Linked DNA regions of Sus scrofa: regions 2 and 3 are each linked to region 1. Evidence: chromatin contacts called from public Hi-C and HiChIP or PLAC-seq data. All regions are on one chromosome and are shown on one strand. Each heading gives the region's core, a stretch centred on a gene start, on an enhancer-like site or on the middle of the called end of the contact. The rest is flanking DNA. Distances are from core to core; before and after follow the strand shown.

Region 1 (3,219 bases), core at 242-2,741:
ATTACTGCTAAGCCACAACAAGAACTCCAAAAAGTTCTATTTTTCATGCTTCTTTTCTAAATGAATACTTTAAAATTGAACAGTTTGGAGCCCTTCTTTGCACTTTTCCCTTGTTTGACTGTACCCTAAACACAAACACCTGTAAGCTAAAGATCAGGCACTGTGAACACAATTGCCTGTGGGTTAAAGATTAGAAGCACAAGATGTTTTTCAGCAATTTTCCTAGTTTGTCCTAATCTGTGACCAATCTGTCCTTTTGGTAAGTACTGTTATTCGAGGAAAAGGCAAGATTCCATAAATCAGAAGACCACCAGGATCATGATGAGCTCTCCTGACACCAGCTTTGATGACTAAAATTTCCTGAAAGAAAAACACGTTTGCCCCAATCTTGACTCTTACCTGAAACCCTGTTCTTCTCCTTTTAGATTATAAAACTCCCTGCAATTCTTCCCCAAAGGAGGAGAGTCTTTAAGACATTAGCCTGCTGTGGTCTCCTTTGCCTGGCAAAGCAATAAAAGCTATATTTTTTTTTCTCCTTCACCCAAAACTGTCTCTGGGGTTCCATTTGGTAGCAGTTGGACAGAGACCCAGTTTTTGGCAACAGTCTCAAGAACTTTCACTTTTCTAAGTGAAATAAAACCAGTAATAACCTAAACACCCAACAAAAGGAACTGGGTAAATAAGAGCACACCTATAAAACAAAACAGTGTGCAACCTCTTAAAATTAACATTAATTGCCATGGAAAGTTTTTACAAACCTTAAGGTTTTGAGGTTATAAAACAGTGGGATTACATATCAACACATATTTCTAGGATATATGCACTGAAAAAATTATGGAAGGTATAAACCAAGATATTAACAGAGGTTTTCTCTGCTTGATGGCCAACTACTTTAACCTTTTTTCCATTTGCTTCCTCTAATTTCCAAAGTTAAGACAGTCTCCTGCATAAGTAAGAGTGAAAATACAGAGAAACAAGCCCATGACCATCTTTCCAGGTTCAGCTTAAAACTATTTCCTACAGCACCGGATGCTTCTCTCTGGTGGCATTAACTCCTAGTCGGCACAGCACCTGATGTAAACATCCTATCTCTCCTTTATGAGTGAGAACTCTCCAAAGGACAGGCCACTACACTGCAGGTGGCTGTTCTGCCAAGGTCAGCCGACCTCAGCCACCACGAACAGGGCAGGAGAGATGACGTCATCCTGCTCCACCTCCGATACATCACGTGGTCGTCTAAGCACGTGACCCGTGCCTTCGCAATAAACAGGAAAAGGACCCAGTCCGTTCACGGTCTCGCTTTCCTTGTCCTCTCTACAGTTAAGTCGGCTGCCTGCACTTATGGTTGTTCTGAGAGAGGAACCGCCAGCCTCTTAAAAGTTACCTGTCTCCAGAGTTGGCTTCACGCACCCGCACGGGGTAGCTTTAGGGCGAGGCCCAGGGTCCTCCAAGCCGCGCATAACTACTGGTTGCACAGGTGCCCACCCAACGCGTTAAGCCTTCCGCTTCCGGTCTCCGCGCCTGGCGCCTGCGCAACAGCCGCTCGGGCTGGTGGCGCTAAGATCCAGCACGCGCTAGGGGTGTGGGGTGCGCGCCGCGCGCGCAGCGGGCGGCGGCGGAAGCAGAACTGAGGTTGAGGTTGTGTACCTGAGGTCTCGTTCCGTTCCTGAACCCGCGTCTATGCGGTCCCGCCTGGATCCACAGCAGTTTCCCGCCCTCTCAGGGCAGCTAGCGACTCCGAAGTTACTGCCCGTTTCAAGGGGGACTCGTCATTGAAGATTTATGCATAAAGATATCTCTCTCGAAATAAGCAACCTGCGTATCTAACGCATGACGATAATTTTTAAAGACAAAGGATATGTATGGGTAGTATATCACATAGCAAGATGATCGGATGTTAGAAAATGTTAATACTTGGATGGTGGGAATACACAAATGGTCATTTATACTTATCTGTATGCTCCCATTTTTCCGTAATAAGAAGGATGTTTTGTCAGAAAGGAGCCCCAGGTAAATCTTATTTCAAATCTAATGGATGGGTAGACCCACACCAGATTAGGTAGGGGTTGAGAGGTGGAGACTTGTTTCCTGTGCGTCATACTTCATGGGAACTGAAGCGAGAATGAAATTTGAATCAACATGCCATATACATTGAGGAGATTGTGCCATCGTTTCTGGAGAGCTCTAAAAAACTGAGGGCCAGCAAGAATCAGTTTTCATTCCATTGGATGGCCAGTTATCCTTGCACCGCTAGCCTGCCCTTTTACCCATTGACTTGTAACGTCTTCTCTCACCTGTATATTTTATCAAGTTTCTCTGTATACATAATTCTGCTTCTGAGCTTTTTATCCTGTTGTTGCATGAGGGTTGGGGTGCGGAGGGTGGAGCATGTGCCTGCAAAATAAATTATTCAAATAAAACTGCATAGATGTGGAAGCTTTATAACCATGAAAAGCTGTTCCTCAACTGGTTCATTTGTCGTGGACTAAATAGATCACTAGCAGAAAAGGAACATTGGAAGGAGCCAAAGATTTAAAGATCGTGGGGTTTAAAACAAAAACTAAAAATTGAGAAAATTCGTACACCTACATATCTTCTGATAGGTCTTTTCCACGTGAAAATTTTAAAAAGTTCTCTTGTGGCAAAGCAGGTTAAGGATCTGGCATTGTCACTGCAGCGGTCTGAGTCGCTCTTGTGGCGGGAGTTGGATCCCTGGCCCAGCAACTTCTTCATGCCACCAGCGCAGCCAGAAAAAGAAAAAATTAGACAAGAATGCTATTGTTTTCAGGAGGAAAGAGTTCTGGGGCAGCTGAAGAAACAAGAACAAGTTGCAGAAGGGCTGAGCTATATACCCGCTGTAAAACTGGGGCCGTAACAGCAGCAGTTGGCCACTAGATGGGGGTGTTGCTAAAAGTGATAGTCGGTTAATTTGTGGCCAGGCTGTTGCAGAAATGAGGGGTATATGCGCTCCTGGCCTTAGAAATCATATATCGTGATAATCACACCAAAAATACATTACCAAGTGTGACAAGTTCTGAAATGCAAAACAGACTTGGAGATACTGGTGAGGTACATTAATCCCTGTTTTAGAAGTAAAATTTCTCTATGGGAGACAGGAACTTGAATATATAGCACTTTTATTACATGAAGTTTTCATTAGCCTGTCTAGAGTTACATATGATTATTTGTATTTATGAGACAACCCTTTCTCTGGAGGTA
Region 2 (3,219 bases), core at 489-2,988, 290 kb before region 1:
GGATTCTTGTCTCCTCACTCTTTCAGAGTATTGAAAATCCTGTCAATTCTGCTTTTGAAATATAATCACATCAGATGACACTGCACTACCTTCCCTACCAACCCCACTTAAGCAACCATTATTTCTTGCATGAATTATTGCAATTGCCTAACTGCCCTTCTCCCGTAAGAGCAAGAGGGGTGACTTTAAAAATAAGTCAGATCTCTCCCTCCAAAGGCTTTTAAAGGCATCAGATAAAGTCCAAGGTTCTTATAAAGCCTTTCCCACCACACCCTAATCGCATCTTTTTCTATTTTTGCCCACCACCTCTGACTGCAGTTTGCTGGATTCCTCAACCGGTCATCAGCACTGAGAAAGCAGGGGTTTTCCTTCGTTCACCTCAGCCTCCTCAATGTCTAGAACACTGCCTGGCACATAATAAATACAATATTTGTGGTATGGAGTAAAAGGTTGGGTGGCCAGGGAAGGATTCCTAAGGGGGCTGATGCTTGAGCTGGGACTGAAATGCCAAGGAGCCATCCATGCATACTTAAGGGTAGAAATCTTCAGGCAAAGGAATATAAATGCCTAAAGGGTGAACAAGCTTGCCTTACTGGAGGTACAGGAAGAAAGTAAGAATTGTTGGAGCATAGTGATAAAAGAGTAGGACCCTGTAGGTCAGGTTACTTTACATCGCAAAGTCATGAGAGAGTAGTAAAAAAGGAGTAACTGATTCCAGATCGGTTTTGAAAGTAGAGCTGATAAGGTTTACTGATAGTTCATTAGGTAGTAAGTAAGGAGCCAAGAATGACTCCTACCTACATTTTTGGATTAAGCAATCGGATGGATGCGTAAAAGTGAAGGAGCAATAGGTTAGGCTAGGTTAGGCTAGGAGAATGAAAGGTTCATTTCACGCGTGTGAAATTTCAAATGGCCATCGACAAAGCAGATAAGCAGCCGTGGTGTTCACCACAGAGGTCAGGGCGGAGAATATTCACATACACATAATGGAAGTATCCAATAACCACTGGAAACATTACTAAAGCGATCAACAACTCAGAGGGGCGAGAGGTCAGACGACGGTCAGAAGCTAACCGCAGAGCAGCAAGCTCAAGCTAGGCAGGGTCTTTCGGTCCCCAGAGCTGCTCGAGCGGCGCCGCTTCCCGCTTGGGCCCCACCCCGCGCGCCGGGCCTGGCCCAATCTCTCCTCCCAGCTTTCCCGAGTCGGCAGAGGCCCGGAAGTGGGAGAAAGATGAGCACGTACCCGCCAGTCCAGATCCTTTCTTAGATCTTTCTTCACCAAACCGTCTCCGCCTAGCAATTGTCACCTCTCACCACCCTTGCACCTCCAGCCCCCGCCCCTGTTTACGTAGGAAGGAACGCCGGGGACCTCACCTCGCCCCGGAAGTCTAGGCCGTTAGCGAAAGGGCCGCCGGGAAAACCACTGAGAGGCCCGGGGGGGAGTCTGAAGTGGAGGGAGTCTGAACTAGAGCGTCCCTCCTAGACCACCCCCGCCAAGGCGTGGCTCGCGGCCTGCGGGCTCCGGCCGCCTGGGGAGGCGGTGCTCTCCGCGTGGCCCCGGAAGGACTTCCCGCGGAGGCGGGCGAAGGAAGCAGCGGAGAGGCGGAGGCAGCCCGAGGGGGCGGTTGCGTGCGGACGAGGCGGCAGTGGCTTGGTGAGGTTCCAGACGCCGGCTCTCCGGGATCCGAGCCCGCCGAGCCCACCCGGCCACTTCTCCCCCTTGCGCTTCCGGGAGCCGTCGCGAGCGAGTGCGCCTGCGCGCGGGCCACTTCGTGAGCCTCGCCGCTGTCCTCGCGCCGGCCGGCTGCCCGACGGTTCCTGCCGCTCTTCCCGCCCGGCGTCTAGGCTCCGCCGCATACACAACGTGCGGCATGTCACGGCGGCGGCACAGCGACGAGAACGATGGTGAGTGCTCTGGGCCTGGCCGCCGAAGCCGCGCCCAGGTGGGGCCGAGGTTTGGCTTCTTCGGTCTTCAGGTCCTGAGCGAAGGGACGGGAAGCCCTTCCCCCAGGAACTTGCGGGGAGATGGGTGGCACAGCGGGAGTGTGGCTGGGCGACTGCTGGAAAGCTCGTGCTATCCCCCACCGCACCTCTTGAGTCGTCGGCGGAGGGGAGGCCTGGTGCACCCCTGGTCTCTAAGCACTCTTTAAGATAAGGTCCTTGGTACCGCCGAGCAGGGAAGTATATTTGTGTCTGTGCCGCTTCCCCTTAGAGACGGTGACCAGGACTCACTTGTCCCAGTGTCTCGTTTTGACCCTCAAACATCATGTATTAATGGCTCTCGGAAGGTGAGAGATCTGATGAATTGCAATCCCAGCTCTCCTGTGCGGGTCATCCGGGGTTTTGCCTTCTTTCAAACCACTGGGGAAGAAAAATCAGCTTCTTATCCGCACGCGAGAAGTCTTTAATAAATAGATATACGTAGGTCGTTATGTTAGATCTTGAATTGGTTGTAAGCTTATTTCTCTCGTTTAAGAAAAGAATGCCAGAAGACTCACTAGAGAGCTCGTAGAGGTTAGATCGGGGTTCCCATTTGGATATTTGCACTCATGGGGATCCTGGAATTGCCGTCATAGAAACCAGGAATAATTTAGCTAGTTAAAAATAGGAAACGATGCTTACATTAAAAAAACAACAGTCAAGAATACACATCTAGAAAAGCAAAAAGAAACTAAAAATAATTTAGTTATTAATACTTGAAAATAGTGTTGTAAAGTGGTTAAGAGGCCAGACTTTGGAGACAGAGGGTTTAAGTTCAAAGTTAGACCTTGCCATTTATTTTGTGATCTTGCCCAGATTATATCACCTCTTTAAACCTTAGTCTGTAGTATTGGATTAATGATACATGCCTGTTCTTGGTTTTGTGAGGATTAACATATGTAACTAATTGCTCATGATGATATGTATTTTATCATCTGTTAATGCTTAAGAATTGATAAGCATTGGCAGATGTCAACGATGTAGGAAAAAAATACGGATCAAAAAGTTGGATTTAATTAATTTTCTCCACTTATATTTTTCTCTCCTTGAATGTTGGGGCACTCGAGGGTAGGAACCAAATCCCACCTACTTAATTTTAACAATGAAATATCAGTTTTCTGCTAGGACATGGCTTGAGAGGATAGTCTAGTCCAGTCTTGTCACCTGACACCTAAGGGTCTAGATTTAGTATAATTAATGGAGATGGCTGTGCCCAGACACAGGTGAAAGCAAATCCAA
Region 3 (3,219 bases), core at 435-2,934, 260 kb after region 1:
ACAGCTGCAGCTCCGACTGACCACTGGCCTGAGAACTTCCATAGGGGTCCATGCTGTCCAAGGGGTTTGCATCCTGTGCGGTCTGCAAATAGTACAAGTGACTGAAGGTATGGCCATAAAAAGAAAAAAAAGTAAAGAAAAAAGAAACGTTATTCAGAAGTTTCTGCTGTGGCACAGTGGGTTAAGAATCCGAGGTCGCTGAGGAGGTGTGGGCTTGATTCTCAGCCTGGTGCAGTAGGTTAAAGGTTCTGGCACCCGGGCAGCTGCAGCGAGGTGTAATTCACAGTGTGACTATGATGGATTGGATCCCTGGATGGGGAACTTCCATATGTGGGGGGGGGGGCATTAAAATTAAAAAGAAAACTTTTTTAAAAGTTAAGAAATAAAAAGAAACGTGATTCAGAAGTCATGCCTTGAGAGAGGGCAGCAAAGCTCATATCTTGATTATACTTCAACCCGAAGTAAAAAAGTTAAGGCAACTGCATTATTAGCCACACCCAAAAGTAAAAGTTTTGATCAAGTGCTGAGAGGTAGAAAACCCACGGGATTCCAAGTGTGGGCTACACCACTTTTTAGTTGTGTGACCTTGGACCAGTCACTTCATCTCTTTATGACTCAATTTTTTTTTTTTTTTTTTTTTTTTTTTGTCTTTTTGCCTTTTCTAGGGCCGCTCCCGCGGCATATGGAGGTCCCCAGGATAGGGGTCTAATAAGGAGCTGTAGCCACCCGCCTACACCAGAGGCACAGCAACGCCGGATCCGAGCCGCGTCTGCGACCTACACCACAGCTCACGCAACGCTGGATCCTCAACCCCCTGAGCAAGGCCAAGGATTGAACCCGCAACCTCATGGTTCCCAGTCGGATTTGTTAACCACTGCGCCACAACGGGAACTCCTATGACTCAATTACTTGATCCGTAATATGCGTATATCATGTGGGCCTTTGTTATGGGAACACAATGAGGAAATGAGTGTGAATGCCCTTTGTAAAGCACAAGACCCTGTGAACCCAGGGTTCACAGGGGTGTTTGGGGTCGGTGATTATAGTTACAGTAAGTTTATTGTGACCACTCACTTGCACCCCGCTGTGCTGAAAAGGAGAAAATTGCATCATTTACCTTCAAGGTAATAGTCCGGCTGGGGGTCTTGATTTCGAAAGTCCCCTCCTCGGCGTCCGCCTTGCAGTCAAATACCGCACAGGAGAGGTCGATGCTGTCCAAGGGGTTTGCATCCTGTGCGGTCCGCGAATAATACAGGTGACATTTTCTCTCGTCGTAGAAAAACCAGCGGGATTTCCAACCCCGGATGGGCCTTTTGCCTCCCAACTTGCTTAAATATCCACAAAGTTTCTTGGGGGCCGCCTCCAGAGGTCGGGTGCAGACCGTCGATTCCTCTGGAGGCAACACCTGGGAGCCCCTGGCCAAGCTGGCAGGCTCTTCGGACACGGGGGCAGAGGAGCTAGACTCCGCGGGGTTCTCCTGGGCGTCCTCCATCGCCACTAGGGACTGCGGAGGAGCTGGATGTCCACTGCCCAACTCCGGCCAAATCTCGGAGATTCAGGGGATACCTTCAAGACGGAGATAACTGGACGAGGGCGGGGCCTTTAGTGACCCGCCTCCAAGAGACGACGGAGGGACGCAGCTCCCTGCGTTGCGTGCACTTCATTGATCTAAAACCCAGTACCTGAGGGTGGCCACGCCCATCCGGACCCCTCCGTATCTAGGACAGGCCTCGACACGCCCCCTGCCGGCTCCTCCCACACTGCTAACTTCCGACTTTTCTTCGCTCCTCTCCGCCATATTTACTGAGGGCAGCCGCGAGCGTGGGGCGGTCCTCGGATTGAAGGCGTGGTGTCCCTGAATTTGGTTAACCAGCGGAAGAGAGGCTGGAGGAGACGCCCTCCACAAATACCTTGTTCTGGTAACACGCGTAATAACGTAGAGGGACAGTCCCTTCTCCAGCTTTACGGGCCTCCCGCCTTTTCTCCCCAGGTGCCGCGCAGGTCCCCGTTGCGGGGCGCACGGCGCGTCCATTGGCTGAAGGGGACACCCGGCTGCGTGGCGACATTTCCGGCGCCGCTCAAAGCGCGCGTGCTTAGAGGGCTCTGCTGGTGGCCTATATACCCGTCAGCAGTTAAGCGACCCTGTGGTTCTCCCCTGACCGTGGCGGCCTCTCCTTCCTCGGTCCCAGTTCCCGCTCGCCTCTTTCCTGAGCTACTCGAGTTATATGGGCGCCCGGCCCGGCTTCTGCCCTTGCTGGAACCCAGTGCTTGGGACGGGTTTGGGCACAGTAAATTGTGGAATCAAATGTGTCTTTACTAACTTTCTCAACTTCTGTCCTCAGTCTGTCTGCCTCTTGTCCTTAAGTTTCCCCCCTTTACTCCTTTAGGCGCTTCCCTCCGCTTGGGCTATGGAGCCCATTTCCTACCACCTCTTGAGGAGCTTCACGGTTCTTCACTAGCCCTTTCTTAGCCCCTCTTTCTTTAGCTTCTCTCTCTTTGCCATCCTTAACAAAATCTTCCTTGTTTTGTTCCGGGCAAATTATACTCAAGGTCTGAGGTTGTCTTTTCTTAAAATTAACTTAACACAGGTTCACTGCAGAAATTATAATAATATTTTGTAAGTCCATAGCATATCTAAAAATGTCTCTTAATATGATAATAGAGAAATAACATTCTCCAAACCGATGATAGATTAATTATACTATTGTTAGGCAAACGGGGGAATGAAAGAAATAAAAGTCCAAATTTAGTTCAGGTGTACCCTTCTGTTACTGACAAGGGTTTTTGACCTCGTTAATACAAATTGATGAGAGGCCAGACAAATTTAGTCAAGGCTTTATTGGCACCGGTACTGCAGCAGGAGGTAGGAAAACAAGTAACAGCTGCCCTTGCTTGCTCCCTGAGGAGGTGGTGGGGATAAGGGTGAGTCTAGGGATCTGGTGGTCTGCCCCCTTGGTGGTGCTGTGTGCAGAGTGCATGCACAGTGCCCTGCTTTTGCTTCTGCCTCCTCAGAAGTGGCTATTAGGTTTTGGTCTTTTTGAATCTTGTTGGTAATTTGCCTCAACTGCATGCGTGTAGTTATTTTTAGTCCCTTATGGTTTCTTTATATTTGGTTGCTGGAGGAGATAGCTGTCCAGGTGCAAGCACTGTGGCAAAGGGTCCCAGGTCCCAGATTTTAGCCTGTCTCTCTTATATGAGTTGGTTTCCAGTAGAGTCTTT

The links. Hi-C and Micro-C count contacts between places; a contact is called where the count stands out from the background. HiChIP or PLAC-seq counts read pairs in DNA pulled down with a chosen protein or histone mark.
Region 2: a contact with region 1 is called in an H3K27ac HiChIP or PLAC-seq map of alveolar macrophages. The contact joins the promoter of TSTD2 here to the promoter of TRMO in region 1. A contact is called at or near these places in 5 of 47 Hi-C or Micro-C datasets (heart right ventricle, liver, skeletal muscle and 1 more) and 1 of 2 datasets of contacts at active chromatin or transcription factors (alveolar macrophages).
Region 3: a contact with region 1 is called in a Hi-C map of embryonic fibroblasts, with 3 times the contacts expected there. The contact joins the promoter of TBC1D2 here to the promoter of TRMO in region 1. A contact is called at or near these places in 9 of 47 Hi-C or Micro-C datasets (alveolar macrophages, embryonic fibroblasts, fetal skeletal muscle and 5 more) and 2 of 2 datasets of contacts at active chromatin or transcription factors (alveolar macrophages and skeletal muscle).

What each region holds. Positions count from the first base shown.
Region 1 is chr1:239,785,441-239,788,659 of Sscrofa11.1, forward strand. It overlaps TRMO (tRNA methyltransferase O), which reads right to left and starts at 1,492. Exons shown (of 6, transcript NM_001243624.1): 1 at 1,385-1,492. The coding sequence starts at 1,460.
Region 2 is chr1:239,491,145-239,494,363 of Sscrofa11.1, forward strand. TSTD2 (thiosulfate sulfurtransferase/rhodanese-like domain-containing protein 2) reads right to left here and starts at 1,739. Exons shown (of 10, transcript XM_005660262.3): 1 at 1,375-1,739. It overlaps NCBP1 (nuclear cap-binding protein subunit 1), which reads left to right and starts at 1,433. Exons shown (of 24, transcript XR_002336867.1): 1 at 1,433-1,905.
Region 3 is chr1:240,048,243-240,051,461 of Sscrofa11.1, forward strand. TBC1D2 (TBC1 domain family member 2A) reads right to left here and starts at 1,685. Exons shown (of 16, transcript XM_021066519.1): 1 at 1,118-1,685. The coding sequence starts at 1,492.